Regions from separate parts of the Sus scrofa genome. Here all the other regions are linked to region 1. Evidence: chromatin contacts called from public HiChIP or PLAC-seq and promoter capture Hi-C data. All regions are on one chromosome and are shown on one strand. The core of a region is the stretch at or near the end of the contact, and the rest is flanking DNA. Distances in the headings are between cores, read along the strand shown. Region 1 holds the start of P2RX3 (P2X purinoceptor 3). Region 2 holds the start of TMX2 (thioredoxin-related transmembrane protein 2). Region 3 holds the start of UBE2L6 (ubiquitin conjugating enzyme E2 L6).

What was found. Promoter capture Hi-C pulls out the DNA fragments that hold promoters and counts their contacts. HiChIP or PLAC-seq counts read pairs in DNA pulled down with a chosen protein or histone mark.
Region 2: a contact with region 1 is called in a promoter capture Hi-C map of liver, with 4 times the contacts expected there. The contact joins the promoter of TMX2 here to the promoter of P2RX3 in region 1. A contact is called at or near these places in 1 of 5 promoter capture datasets (liver) and 2 of 47 Hi-C or Micro-C datasets (embryonic fibroblasts and mesenteric adipose tissue).
Region 3: an H3K27ac HiChIP or PLAC-seq map of alveolar macrophages shows a contact between it and region 1. The contact joins the promoter of UBE2L6 here to the promoter of P2RX3 in region 1. A contact is called at or near these places in 1 of 47 Hi-C or Micro-C datasets (epiblast stem cells) and 2 of 2 datasets of contacts at active chromatin or transcription factors (alveolar macrophages and skeletal muscle).

What each region holds. Positions count from the first base shown.
Region 1 is chr2:13,617,822-13,622,523 of Sscrofa11.1, forward strand. It overlaps P2RX3 (P2X purinoceptor 3), which reads right to left and starts at 1,831. Exons shown (of 12, transcript XM_003353865.5): 1 at 1-1,831. It overlaps SSRP1 (FACT complex subunit SSRP1), which reads left to right and starts at 1,845. Exons shown (of 17, transcript XM_003353864.4): 1 at 1,845-2,060; 2 at 2,558-2,696; 3 at 3,132-3,317; 4 at 3,970-4,075; 5 at 4,368-4,558; 6 at 4,663-4,702. The coding sequence starts at 2,643.
Region 2 is chr2:13,238,889-13,243,590 of Sscrofa11.1, forward strand. It overlaps TMX2 (thioredoxin-related transmembrane protein 2), which reads right to left and starts at 2,382. Exons shown (of 8, transcript XM_005660896.3): 1 at 1,959-2,382. The coding sequence starts at 2,147. MED19 (mediator of RNA polymerase II transcription subunit 19) reads left to right here and starts at 2,423. Exons shown (of 5, transcript XM_003122715.5): 1 at 2,423-2,819. The coding sequence starts at 2,552.
Region 3 is chr2:13,351,948-13,356,649 of Sscrofa11.1, forward strand. It overlaps UBE2L6 (ubiquitin conjugating enzyme E2 L6), which reads left to right and starts at 2,141. Exons shown (of 4, transcript NM_001246215.1): 1 at 2,141-2,167. The coding sequence starts at 2,141.

The sequences.
Region 1 (4,702 bases), core at 581-3,080:
ACCCCACTCCCCTGTGATGTCATGGTAGGGGTGGGGTCTCCAATCCCAGGCTCCTGATTGCCTGGGATGCAGCTGGCTAGGGCCCTCTAGGACTCATGTTTTATCTGCACTCTGTCTATCGTTTCGGTTCCATCCTCTTATGCTGCATCTTCATCCCGGCTCACCAGCTGCTTCATGCTCTCTTTAAAGCCCCTTGCAACACACCACTCCCCAGCCACCTAATAGCCTGCCTGAGCTGAGTATCCCCTTCAATCCAGAGTGTCTTCCTTAAAGCCGTTCAATTCTGCAGGCGTCTCCTCCCTTCCTGAGTTGCCGGCAATACATGGGTCAAGGGGAGGGGTCTCCTGAATGTTTCTCTTGGTCTCCTGGGTGAGGGTGATTGGGGTTACATAGTTCCTATTTCTTACTCATGTTGGCAGTGACTGAAGCTCTACCTGCAGAGCACTATCACATTGGGTTTTTTTCCTTTTTCTTTTCTTTTTCTTTTTTTGCTTTTTAGGGCCGTACCCATGGCATATGAGGTTACCAATGCTAGGGGGTCGAATCAGAGCTACAGCTGCCGGCCTATGCCACAGCCACAGCCACGTGGGATCCGAGCTGCTTCTGCGACCTACACCACAGCTCACGGCAACACCAGATCCTTAACCCGCTGAAGGAGGTCAGAGATCGAACCCACATCCTTGTGGAGCCTAGTTGGGTTCATTAACCATTGAGCCACGAAGGGAACTCCCACATTGGGTATTTTCTTGTTCTATTTTGTTTTACCATCAGTTTACTTATTTGAATCATTTATTAGATGTCACATGCCTGGAAAACTGGGGCTGTTTCCATCTTGTTTACTAGTTTCCACAAATCCTATCACTGTGTTAGAGTTCAACACATATCTGTTGAATCTAGTTGGCTTATGTTGCTAGATAGCGTGGGAACAGCCATTACCCAGAGGTTAAAGTCGTGAGTTCAGGGAGCAACAGTGCATTCACGTCATCTTGTGTCCCAAGCTGGGGTAACTGTAGGTCAGACTGTCAAAGAAATCTGGAGTTTAAATATTCTGTCTCAATGTTTTGTATACTTGACATCTATTATCAATCATTCCGAATGGAGAATCACTAGACGGGCTAAGTAGATTTTGGGTTTTGTTCCCCAGGCCACTCCTCTTAGGGCCTCAGTTTCCCGATCTTCAAAAGGAAGCTGGAGCAGACGAATCCAAACATCTCTTACTCGTCCAGCCTCCTCTGATTTTGCGAGGTGCACCCTAGGACTCCATAAGGGGGATCTGGCTTATGAAAGCCCAGGCTGCTGTGATTTCAAATCAGTTCTGGCTCCACGGTGAATGTGACACCAGCACTTGAACCTGATACCGCCGCCGCCGCCGCCGCTGGCCAGCCTCTTCCAGGAGACTCAAACCTTGCATTTATCGATGTCAAGTTTTGGGGTGCAGTGAACTCACTTCAAAAAGGATCCAATCCCTTGTGACAGGGGTGAGCAGTATAGTCACAGCGATACCAACACTCGCATTCTCTTCGAAGCCAGTGGGAGGGGTCATTTCTCTCCACAAGTCGTTAAATATTTTCCTTCTTGTCCTACAAACTCCTTTCTATTCCACAGAAACCACTATGGGGCGGGAGAGAGTCGCCCGTCATTGCTACGCACGCACACGCATCTTTGGCAAGTCTGATAAAATGCAACTACACAGTTTCTCTTTAAAGTCTTGTCGTTCCCGGAAGGAGTGTCTGTGATTTTTAAAGAGCCCGACACGCTCCCATTTTCTAGTCGGACGCCAAACGGGCGGGACATCAGTGTAACCCGGCTTCCCTCAGGTCCTCCAGCGCTGTGGACGCTCTATGGGACCGCCTCGAAGGCGGGCCGCGTTTCGCGCCTCTCTAGCCGGCTCCTCCTCTCTATGGTCCGTGCTGGGCTTCCGGTGGCGGGACGCGGGGCCGCGCACGCGGGAAAAGCTTCCCCAGCGTCCCCCCCGGACCCCCCGGACCCTACACCCCCGCTGCGTCCCCCAGCGAGCCCACCGCCCGCTTGCGGGCCGTCTGAGGCCGCAGCTTGAGAAAGTAGGTGGTCGCTATCGCCGCGCCCCAGGAAGGCGAGGGCCCTGCTCCCCCGCGGGACGCGTGGGATGGACTGTTCCGCGTTGGAATCCGCGGGCAGCGGGCGAATCCATTTTAGCGGGAGGGGAGAACTGTGGGCCTGGGGCCGCGGCGCGGTGGGAGCGCTGGGAGGGAACTCGTGCTTTTTGAGCGGGGTTGGGGCGCGGGCGAGGTGCGGGCTCCGGATGGCCCAGGGGTTCCGCTGCTCGTTGCCATGGCGCCCGGTGGAGCGCCCAGAGGGGGTGTCTGGTTGGGATGTAAGAGGTACTTCGGGCCGGCTTCTTAAGCCCCGGCCGGGCCTGGCCCTGGAGTTCTGCAGAACCGGCTTGCAGGGTTCCCAGGCAGGGAGATCGTGAGACATCCCAGGCACAGGAAGGGTTGCCACTAGGCTCCCTCCGTGGCCAGCATGAGGTGTTGTTTTTTCCACTTAACTTCAATCCACTTATCCCTCTTCAATTCAGATTCCCAGCCTGCGTTGTGTATCTGCACAACGTACCCAGGAGTTGGGGCCCAGCTCCCAGTTGAGGCCTACAGGGGCAGGTCAGCATGGCAGAAACACTGGAGTTCAACGACGTGTATCAGGAGGTGAAAGGCTCTATGGTAAGAAGGACTGGGGCTTTTGAAACAGATGGAGGGAGGGAGGCGGAGTAGACTTTTTATCCACTCGCAAGAGCTTGTGCTGATGATGTTGCTACTTTGGAAAAGAAGTCAGTTCGATGTGTATTTGGTAGTTCCCCAACAAGAAGCATTACTGAGTGAGGATACAAGAGTTACAGGATGTCAGAGTTTGAAGGGACTACACCTGCTGCTCAATCCTGAATCCCCAAACTGAGGACCTGCACGGGTTCTGGATGCCAGAGCGAGGATTAGAATCCAGATCTTCTGGCCTTACTCGTCTCTTCTTGCCAGCCCTCACCACTTCAGCTGTTATTGCTCCTGCCTGATACCTGACCAGCCCAGAATGGGTGTTGGGTGGGACCGTCCCTGCTCTACGCTATGGTCGTCCCTGTGCATTTGGGCCTGTTTTCCCAACAGAATGATGGTCGGCTGAGGTTGAGCCGCCAGGGCATCATCTTCAAGAACAGTAAAACGGGCAAAGTGGACAACATCCAGGCTGGGGAGTTGACCGAAGGGATCTGGCGCCGAGTAGCTCTGGGCCATGGACTTAAACTGCTCACGAAAAATGGCCACGTCTACAAGTACGACGGCTTCCGAGAATCGGTGAGATGCCCCTTGCCATAGCCCCCTTTACTGTGCCATCTTCTTTAGTTTTAATCTTCTTGAGAGAAGTGGGGCTCCTTCTGATAACCGTGCAGTTGCTAGTTTGGGATCCTTAAAGCAGGACCGTGGAAGCCATTAAGCAGTCAGTGTTCAGCTTTGGGCTGCAGAGTCTCGGGAGTTTCTTTGTGCTTTAACTCCAGAAACTTTTCTACTGTTTTGATTTTTTTTTTTTTTTTTTTTTTTTTTTTTTTTTTTTGGTGGTTTCTGCCTGTTGCCTTATCCAGGTTCAGGGGCTTACCTTGAGGTTTTAGGTTGGTGTTGTTTTTCCATTTTGAACGGCTTGTGTTAAAGACTTTACTTCATTTCCACTTTCACTAAAGGAATACCTGTCCAAAGTCAGAAAAACACTGTGAGACCTGCAAGCAGGAGTGTCAGTCCTTACTTTACTCCTCCCCCAGCCCGAGTCCAGCCAGTCCCCAGAAATAGCCTTTTTCAACAGTGTTTTAACAATATTATAGCTCTAAGTCAGCGTGGATTTCTGATGAAAGTTTATTGGGGTCGTTTCTCAGAAGCAGATAATCTCAGGACCCTCAAGTTCTGTGTTAAGGCTACTGGGGTTTCACTGGGCTTGTTCTTTCCCCTCTTCCCACAGGAGTTCGAGAAACTCTCTGATTTCTTCAAAACTCACTATCGCCTTGAGCTGATGGAAAAGGACCTCTGTGTGAAGGGTTGGAACTGGGGAACAGTGAAGTTTGGGGGTGAGTCCTGGGGAAGATTGAGGTTTGCGGGGAGGAGGTAGGCTGAAGGGTTTCAGCCTTTAACTTGTTTTGCTCTCCTCCGCTGTTTCTGATTTCCTACCAGTTTGTAATTCATCACGTATTTATCGAGGACCAACACTGTATGAGGCACTGTGCCCGGTCCCTGGGGCACAGTGCGAACAAAATGGTCTCAGTGCCCTGTCCTTTGGGAGCCTCTAGGCTGGTAGGAAGGAACATTGTTTATGCGGAGCCGAGGGAAGGAGCTTGTGGCTCAGTGTGCCCTTTCCTACAGGGCAGCTGCTTTCCTTTGACATTGGTGACCAGCCGGTCTTCGAGATCCCTCTCAGCAACGTGTCCCAGTGTACCACAGGCAAGAATGAGGTGACACTGGAATTCCACCAGAATGACGATGCAGAGGTCTCTCTCATGGAGGTGCGCTTCTACGTGCCCCCCACCCAGGAGGATGGCGTGGACCCCGTTGAGGTGAGGCCTCCCCTGGTCTCTTGGGAGCAGATGGTGCTGAGCAGGCCCTGGGTGGCCCAGGAGCAGGATCTCTGCTGCTCGATTGCCAGGGTGTGCTCTTATAGGCCTTTGCCCAGAATGTGCTGTCGAAGGCGGATGTGATCC
Region 2 (4,702 bases), core at 1,132-3,631, 380 kb before region 1:
ACCAGATCCTCAACCTACTGAGAGGTCAAGGATCAAACCTGCATCCTCACAAAACATTCTGTCAGGTTTCTAAACCACCAAGACACAACAGGAACTCCAGAGTGCTACATAATCTTTAAATGCTATCACTCTTTCTGTATTACTTCAAATTCTTCTAGTAGGAAATTAACATTCCCTTATCAACTATTTATTACTCTGACAGTGTATAGAGGAAAAGCAAAGTGCTTGATTATTTCTTTTATTTAATAAAATAGAAATGAACTTTTATTCTGTTTAGCCACTGAAATTTTTTTTTTTCCTTTTTTTTTTTTCAGTGCTGCAGCCTCAGGATGTGGAAGTTCCTAGACTTGGGGTCGAGTTGGAGCTACAGCTACTGGCCTACATCACAGTCACAGCAACGTAGGATCTGAGCCACATCTGTGACCTACAACACAGCTCATGGCAATGCTGGATCCCCGACCCACTGAACAAGACCAGGGATTGAACCTGAATCTTCATGGATACTAGTTGGATTGCTTCCATTGCTCCACAACAGGAACTCCCTCTTTTTTTCTTTTTCTTCCACCCACAGCATATGGAAGTTCCTGGACCAGGGATCGAACCCGTACTTCCAAGGAACTGCAGTTGGATTCTCAACCCACCGCACCATGGTGGGAACTCCAAGCCACTGAAATTTTGAGGTTTACCTGTTATTGCTAAGATTATTTACCTTAATATTCTAACTTCCAAATCACCAAGGAAATAGTAAAAGATTTTTTCCAGGAAAACAAACACTAGCTATAAACTCTAAATAGTTAAAGGTCCCTACTTAATAGGTTCTTTTGGAGTTCCTGTCATGGCACAGTGGAAACGAATCTGACTAGTACCCATGAGGATCCGGGTTCAATCCCTGGCCTCGCTCAGTGGGTCAGGGATCTGCCATTGCCTTGAGCTGTGGTGTAGATCTGAGACAGAGCTTGGATCCCACGTTGCTATGGCTGTGGCATAGGCTGTAGCTCTGATCTGACCCTAGCCTGGGAACCTCCATACCCCGCAGGTTCGCCCCCCTGCCCCCCAAATGGATCTTTTGAAGCACCACAGCTATACATGAGCTACTTAATAACACTGGGAAAGAACGGCGGAAGTACGAAAAAGTAAACAAGGGAAGGAGAATAAAAGTAAGGAAGTAAGTTCTGTCAAAAGTCAAGACTCATTCTGGGACCTGGAAAAAAAAAAAGACAAAAACTCAGGAAGGCCCTCCTTCCTCGTAACACAGATTCAGCTATACAGAAGGGGGCACAGAACTTCATCTTATTTTTCTGAGTGGTCCTTCCACTTCTACTTAGGAAGTACTGCAAGAGAGTTCAGATTGATTTCTTTACAATGAATTTTTTTTACAATTCCATTTCAATAGGCCTAAAACTTTATTCATTTTTACATTCTCAGGATGCAGCACAGTGCCTAGCATACAGTCCTCCCTCTGCAGTTGTTAACTGAATTAAAATGACTGATGGTGCTGCTGCTTTGGCCAGAAGAGTGGTTTCAAGTCCCAGCCACTCACTAGTTGTGTGACCTTGGACAAGTCTCCTAACTACGCCGAGATCAATTTCTTCATCAGTGAAACGAGATTACTACTACTTGCCTTGTTTACCTCACTGATTCCTCAAGAGGCTTTACATAACGAGAGCAGCACTGTAAAACAGTGCAGATGCCTCGTTTGGGTAGGTACGAATTGTGAGACGGAAAGGACCTTGGACTCAGGAGTCAGAAGACCCCGGCAGGCTAACTCGCTGTATTCCCATCTTAAACGTGAAGAGGTTTACACTCGACGACCGCCCAGGCTCTAGATTCTTAATAGCTTAAGTCCGCTACAGGTTGGGAACCTCAGGTGTTCTCAAACAGGTGAACCTCGCATCTCGTAGATGCAACCTAGGACAGGGTGTCAAGGTCGCGGGGTCCTAAGGCGGGGGGTCGCTCACCCAGTCAAAGTCACACGGGTTGCCGTCTTCGCGTTGCGTGGGGAGATTGTAGCAGACAGGGGGCAGCTTCCTCACGAGTAGGAAGGCAGCAGAGAGGAGGGCTGACAGAAGGTAGTAAGGTCGGGCCAGCCATCGTGATAGTCGAGGTATCGAATAAATAAGAGCAATTAAAGGCGCGAGAACCGCCATCTTCCCGGCTCTAGCGGCGCCAGCCGCTCCACGGAGTCCGTGAGCCTGGTCCCGCCTCTCCCATCATTGTGCTTCCATTGGGCCTAGTCTCGGATGCACCGCCTCTAGATCCGGAAGCAGATCTCTGACTGGCTTCTGCGTCAGGTTAAAAATGGAGAAAGGGCTTTGATATTTTATTGGCTAATCTAGCTGTCTTTTTTTCCACCTAAATCGTTTTATTGGACATATGCGACTGCGGCAAGTAGGAGATACAGGAGAATTTAAATAAAGTTAAATAGTACTTCCGGAACGTTCTCAGAAGGCGACGGAAGTAGTTGCAGGAAGAAGGTAGGAAGGGCCCGAGGCAACCCAATGGTGAGAGGCTCCTGAAAGAGGAGGGCGGTACTCTGTGAAAAGATTGACCAATGAACGTCACCAACGCCAGACACCGAGACAGCGCCGGGGCGGAGGAGGCGATGGAGAATTTCACGGCGCTGTTCGGAGCTCAGGCTGACCCACCACCGCCCCCGACCGCACTTGGCTTCGGACCTGGAAAACCTCCACCCCCACCGCCTCCTCCTCCGGGCGGGGGGCCGGGCCCCGCCCCGCCCTCTACCGCGGCCACAGCCGCTCCCGGCTCCGACAAGTCAGCGGCCGGTTGTGGCCCCTTCTACCTAATGCGGGAACTGCCGGGTGAGTACAAGGCCTGGTCAAAGCCAGCCAATCAGATCATAGCGAGGAGAGGCGGGGCGTGGCTCTCAGCCTTCCGACTGGGGTGAGGGGTAACCTAGGCAACGCGTGGCGCGATTTCGGAACACTATACTAGAAGAGGTTCTGAGGATTCACAACCGAAAGAATGATTGGAATTGGGATGGATTAGGGGTGGGAAGAGAGTGGATCTCCCTGACCACCTTTCACGCCCGATCCTGCCCCTGACGCTGGTTTTTGACTCCCTAAAGATTATCCTAGCTTTGAGTTTGGTATTTGAGGGTCCTGATTTAACATCCCTGCGGACCCAGTTCCAGATCTGCTTCAAACTTCCTGTTGGTTTGGGACATGTTGTCTTTCTTCCTCTGGGCCTCGGGGTTTCAAAATGTGTTCGAAGAAGTGATTAGAATTAAACCAGGTTCTTTCATTCAAAAAATTATTTTGTTGCGCACCCACTCTGTGTACCAAGCACTCTTCCAATTGCTGAAGATACAGCTGTGAACAAAACTGACAAGATCCTTGCCTGTTTGGGAGTTTACCTGCCAGTGGAGGAGTCAAAGAGTGATAAACAGATATCTGCGGATAAACAGATAGTATCAGATAGTGGTTATGGCTACAAGGGGGAAATGTGATAAAGAATTGAGGGGGCAGAACTGCTTTAGCTAGAGTGATCAGGAGAGCCCTTTCTGAGTAGATAACATTAGAGCTAAAATATAAGCACAAAGGAAGAGCTAGCCATTTATGAGTGGGAGGAGAGAGAACTCTAGATACAAAAAATGAGATTAGAAGGCCCAATGTGAGAATAACCTTGAATATTTGAGGGACAGAAAACCACTTGCACTCCGGGGAAGTGAACAGGGAAAGAGCGATAGGAGATGAAGGTGGGAGAGTAGGCAGAGGCCTCTATAAGACATTTTAAGTTCAGGGGGAACCATTTTGACACAAGAGTCTGAAGTGATCTAACTTCTAACTTATTTGCTTATTTTCAATCATTCGAGCAGCTCTATTAAGGAAGCAAAGTGGGGGAGTTCCCGTCATAGCACAGCAGAAATGAATCCGACTAGGAAGCATGAGGTTGTGGGTTTGATCCCTAGCCTCACTCAGTGGGTTAAGGATCCAGTGTTGTCCTGTGCTGTGGTGTAGGTTGCAGACGCAGCACAGCTCTAGCATTGCTGTGGCTCTGGTGTAGGCCGGCACCTGTAGCTCTGATTTGACCCTTAGCCTGGGAACCTCCATATGCCTTGGGTGCTGCCCTTAAAAAAAAAGAAGAAAAGTGGGAAAATTGGTCAGAAGTTACAGCTTAGTAGTTCAGGAAAGAGATGATAGTTTGAACTAGGAAATAGCAGTAGAGGAGAGAAGTAAATGGATGCCAAATAAATGTTAGAGGTAGAACTGACAGGAATGCAGGATTGAAAATAGAATTGAAGGACAGAGGAATTGAGGGCAGTTTGGAAATGTTTGGCTTGAATAATTAGGTGGATGGTAGTGCTAAGATCAGGAAAGGACAGGTTTGAGGAGATGGATATCAAGTCATTTTGGACATGTTAAGTCTCCAGGATGACATTTAGTTCATCCCAAGTCCTACTGCTACATCAAGAGCTGAAGGAGGGGAGTTCCTGTCACGGCTCAGAGGAAACGAATCTGACTGGTATCCATGAGGACACAGGTTCGATCCCTGGCCTTGCTCAATGGGTTAAGGATCCGGCGTTGCTGTGGCTGTGATTGTAGGCCAGTGGCTACAGCTCCCATTCAACCCCTAGCCTAGGAACTTACATATGCCACAAATGCAGCCCTAAGAGAGTAAAGATTTAAAAAAAAAAAAAAAAAGAGCTGAAGAAGGAGTTCCTACTGTGGCCTAGCCAGTTAAG
Region 3 (4,702 bases), core at 891-3,390, 270 kb before region 1:
GGCCTAAGCCACAGCCACAGCAATGCCAGATATGTACCTCACCTCTGACCTACACCACAGCTCACGGCAATGCCGGATCCTTAACCTACTGCGAGAAGCCAGGGATCAAACCCGTGTCCTCGTGGATACCAGTTGGGTTCTTAATTCGCTGAGCCACATTGGGAACTCCAAGGACCCCATCTCCTTATGCTGGTGTTTTCTAGAGTCAGTTCCTGGCACTCAGTAGTAAATGTTTATTAACTGAGATGAATGACTAGAGGTGGGTTCAAATGCCTCCGTTCCTTCATCTCTATCTACCTTTTTTTTTTTCTCCCTACCTTATGGGATTGTGGATAGTGTTCTATTCATTTCTGGCATATAGAAGATGCCCATTAAAGCTCATTGAATTGAATTAAACAGAATTAATCTTTCTGCAAATACATCCCACATCTGAGAGGAGAAATAGTTTGGTTCCAAGGCGCTTAGCTTAAAACCTGAAGGAGATGGAGTTCCCCTCCTGGCTCAGCAGAAACAAATCTGACCAGTATCCATGACGACACAGGTTTGATCCTGGCCTTGCTCAGTGGGTTAAGGATGTGGTGTTGCCGAGAGCTGTGGTGCAGGTTGCATACACGGCTTGGATCTGGTGTGGCTGTGGGTGTGGCTTAGGCCAGCAACTGTAGGTTTTTTTTTTTTTTTTTTTTTTTTTTTTTTTTTTTTTTTTTTTTTTTTTTTTTTTTCGGCATATGAGTTCCAGGCTAGGGTGAATCGGAGCTGTAGCCACGCCTACGCAGCCCAGCAACGCGGATCCGAGCCGCTCTGCCCCCACGCTCCGCCGCGGTCCTTCCACGGCGGCGGGTCGAACCCCCTGGCCTAGCGACGTCCCCCACTACCCACGACCCCCCACGCCCTGTAGTCCATTTGATAGCTTCGACCTCATATGCCGTGGGTGCGGCTCTAAAAAAGCAAAAAAACAAAAACAAAACAAACTTCCTAAACTGTGCTCAAAACTCAAAATACCTGCACAAAATATTTTCTGATTTCCTTCGTCTGGATTGAAAGGGATGGGGAAGATGGGTTCAGTTTCCCCAGAGTCTCCTTATTACCAGAGATTCTTCTCCAGATGCTGCTAGGGCTCAGGGGCTGCTATTCCTAGGCGGCCTCAGCTTCCTCCAGGGGAAAGTGTTTCTGCCCTTACACAGAGGGGTGGAGACTCTTGGTTGTGTACTGGGGCACACAGTAGGCCCGCAATTTGTAGTGGACTGATGGTAAAATAATGGAAGCCTCTGAAGTCCATCTTGGGGTCCCCACTACCCAACTGTCTCCCAAACCTCCACAGAGCAGGCACTTAAACATTAAACCTACCAAAGCCCTAAAGCAAGTGAATGGGTCCAACAGCGCCCCCTTGCGGTGCTTTTCACCAAGCGGTCACTTGGGAGGAACATCTTTGCAGTTCCGCCGCCGAATGCTGGGCAGCACAAAGGAACACAAGCCTCCAGGGGAGGGGTCCTTGAAAAGGCTATAGTCCACGCCGTCTCCCACCAATTTTTAGAGATGGAGCATTGGGCCCAGAGTGGTTTGGGGAAGTGGTTTGCACAGGGGGGCTCCTGGAATTCGCGAGAGGCTTAGGGCGGCGGTCAGACGGTGGAGGCCCCCGAGCAACCTGTCGCGGAGCTGCGTTTGCATAGCACGCATCCTGTATTTTCTTAGGGCGAGTGTGTGTTCGGGGCGGCTGCGGCGACTGGGCTAACGGAGCTGATGGAGACCCCGGCTTGGCCTCCGGCGGAGGAGCTGAAATTAGAACCCGGATGGGCGGACCCCGGCCCGGGAGCACTCGCGGCCGGGTGCACGGCGCCCCCCAGTGGTATGCCGGGAACCGGAACGCCGCGCGCTCCCAGGCCCGCCTTGTCTGCCGACAAAAGAGCTAGAGTTCCGGGGATCCGAGCCCACCGCGCCGGGGACGGGGCGGGTCCTCCCCTCCGTGGCCTCCTAGGCTCTGCCGAGGCGGTGGGAAGCAGGGCCGCCCAGCCCGGAGTCCCCGCGGGTGGAGAGGAGCGTGGGCGGGGCTCCCGGAGGTGGGGTCCCCGGGGCGGGGAGCGCCGAGTCCGCCGGCCGGTGCACAGTCTCGCTGGAGTCCGACAGAGCCCACACTGGTCCCGAGATGACGGCGAGCAAGCGGGTGGCAAAGGTAACCGCGTGTAGAATGACCCTTTCTCAAGGCTCCCCTCGCCTTGCTAGTCCCTCTTCCCTGCATCCCTCCCTTAGCAGTGCGAGCGCGTTTGTTTGTCTGGGTACCAGGGATGGCTGAATCCCTGCCATCTCCGCTCCCACCCCAGAGGAAGAGGGATCTTCGAGAGGGGCCAGAGCTGGAGTTTGGGGGGGTGAGGGCATATCGAGCGGGGGTGTCGCTGGCTCCCTGAGCTGTGCTGGGGATGGGAATGAGCCCCCCCCCCCATTGGTTTCAGTTTCATTTCTTCTCCCAGAAACTTGTGATAACAATTGCGTGCGTCTCAGGTGCGGGGAGGCTTCGTTGGCTTCTTCTTGGAGACAGGCCCTCAGCTGGAGGTGGTGGCGGGTGCGTTTTGAGCAGAGATAACCAGGACAAGGTTCTTGTCCTGGCGTAGCCCATGGCCTGCCCTATAATTTGGTACCTACGTTAGAGTCCCGAGAAGTATGAGATGCTGAATAGGAGGCAGGAGCAAAGTTCTCAGACTGTTCTGGGAAAGAAAAGATGCTAGGGCGATGTCCTGGGGTAGGTGACGGTGTGTTTATTTGTTCTGCAAATGTTATTGAACCTCCTCTGTGCTGGCTCCTGTTTTGGAGGCAGAGATGAACCAAAATCCTGCCCTCACTGAGCTTTCATTCCAACCAGGGATGCCATTTGAAGTGACCTCTGGAAGGATGGAGAGGGGACAGTTTCCCCCATGAGTGGGAAAAACCCAGGTTGTGGCTGGGATTGGAGACAGTTTGAGAAGGTTAGAGCAGTTCTGGTGAGGTGGGTCTGATACCCCCTCAAGCTTTGAGTCTCCTGGAAATTCCCCTCCTATGTACAGAGCAGGGGGCAGGCTTGAGGTGGGTGATTGAGCCTCTGAGAAGATCTCAGATAGGGCATTCAAAGCAGGCTCAGCACAGAGGGACTGAAATCTGGAGATTGGCAGCAAAATGGGCCAGAGGGTCTTTCCAGCCAAATGGGAAAGAATGAGGAGCCAGTATTTATTGCACTGGCACTGTTAAATGAGTGCCAGGCAGCTTACATTAGTTATTCCAGCTCATTCCCACAGCATCCCTGTGAGCTAAGTCATATATCCCCATTTTCCAGATAAGGAAGCTGAGGCTTGGAGAGAATAACTTGGCTCTCCTGGGTCACCCCATAGAGATCGAGGGAGGGACCTTGGACTGGAGCCCTGGTTGGTGGAGCTCCAACCCACAGGTTCCTTCACTGGTTCTTCTACTTTCGTTTTCTATTCTTCTGAGTCAGATGATTTCCTAACAGACCTCAGGACAGAGGCGTGTGTCCTAGCTTGGGTTTCAACATTCCCAGGCTTTGGGAAAGTCTGAACAGAACTCATATAAAACAGATCAAGTCCAAGGGCTTCCAGTTCTAGTGAAGCTGGGAAACTGACCATTTCAGAGCTTCTCTGTTTAACCTGGGGGTTCATTCTTGCTCAGGAGTCACAAGTGATACTGGAACTAGGACTTGTAGTAGAGATGCTTCTAGTTTGGGATAGAAGATGAAGAAAGGGTCATAGATTCCAAGCAGAAGGTGCAAAATGCAGTTTGTTGGCGTGAACAGAGTTGGCGTATGGACTGAAAGATAAGAAACAGGGATAAGGGGGTGTTTGTATGTTGGGGAGGGGCAGAGAAGTTTAGATGGTGCACATGTGAGAAGACCCCTCCCCCACTGTGAACGAACTGGCTTGGGGGACCTTTCTCTCTGCCTTTGTTTACGTCAGAATTTTGCAGCCTTGTCAGTACTCACATTTGGGGCTGGATAATTTTTTTTTTTTTGGTCTAAGGGCTGCACTCACAGCACATGGAGGTTCCCAGGCTAAGGGTCACATCGGAGCTGTAGCCCCTAGCCTACACCACAGCCACAGCCATGCCAGATCCGAGCTGCATCAGCGGGCTACACCACAGCTCGTGGCAATGCCGGATCCTTAACCCACTGAGGGAGGCCAGGGACTGAAGCTGCGTCCTCGTGGATGCTAGTCAGACTCGTTTCTGCTGAGCTATGACAGGAACTCCTGCAGTTGGATTCTTAACCCACTGCGCCACAGCAGCAAGTCCCCATTTCTCCGTTTGTGACAGCCAAAAATGGTTCTAGACATTGTCAGACCTCTGGGGTGGGGGGTGGGGGGTAAAGGAATCCCCTAGTTGAGAACCACTGTTTTCCACCTGTTTGGTGGTCCAGAAAAATGTGACCTTTTTATTTGTTGTTGTTGAGTTTTTTTTTTTTTTCCCTGAGGTCTATTGCAGAGGGGAGAGGAAAGGGGGGGGGCGGGCAACATAGGGATAGAGGAGTAAGAGATACAAACTCTTAGGTATAAAATAAGCTACAAGGAGATATTATACAACACAGGGAATATAGCCAATATGTTATAACTATAAATGGGGTGTAACCTTTAAAAATTGTGCATCTTACAGTGTAACTTATATCATACAGCAACTACACTTCAATTTTAAACATTTTTTATAAAGAAAAATATAAATATTTGTGTCTTTT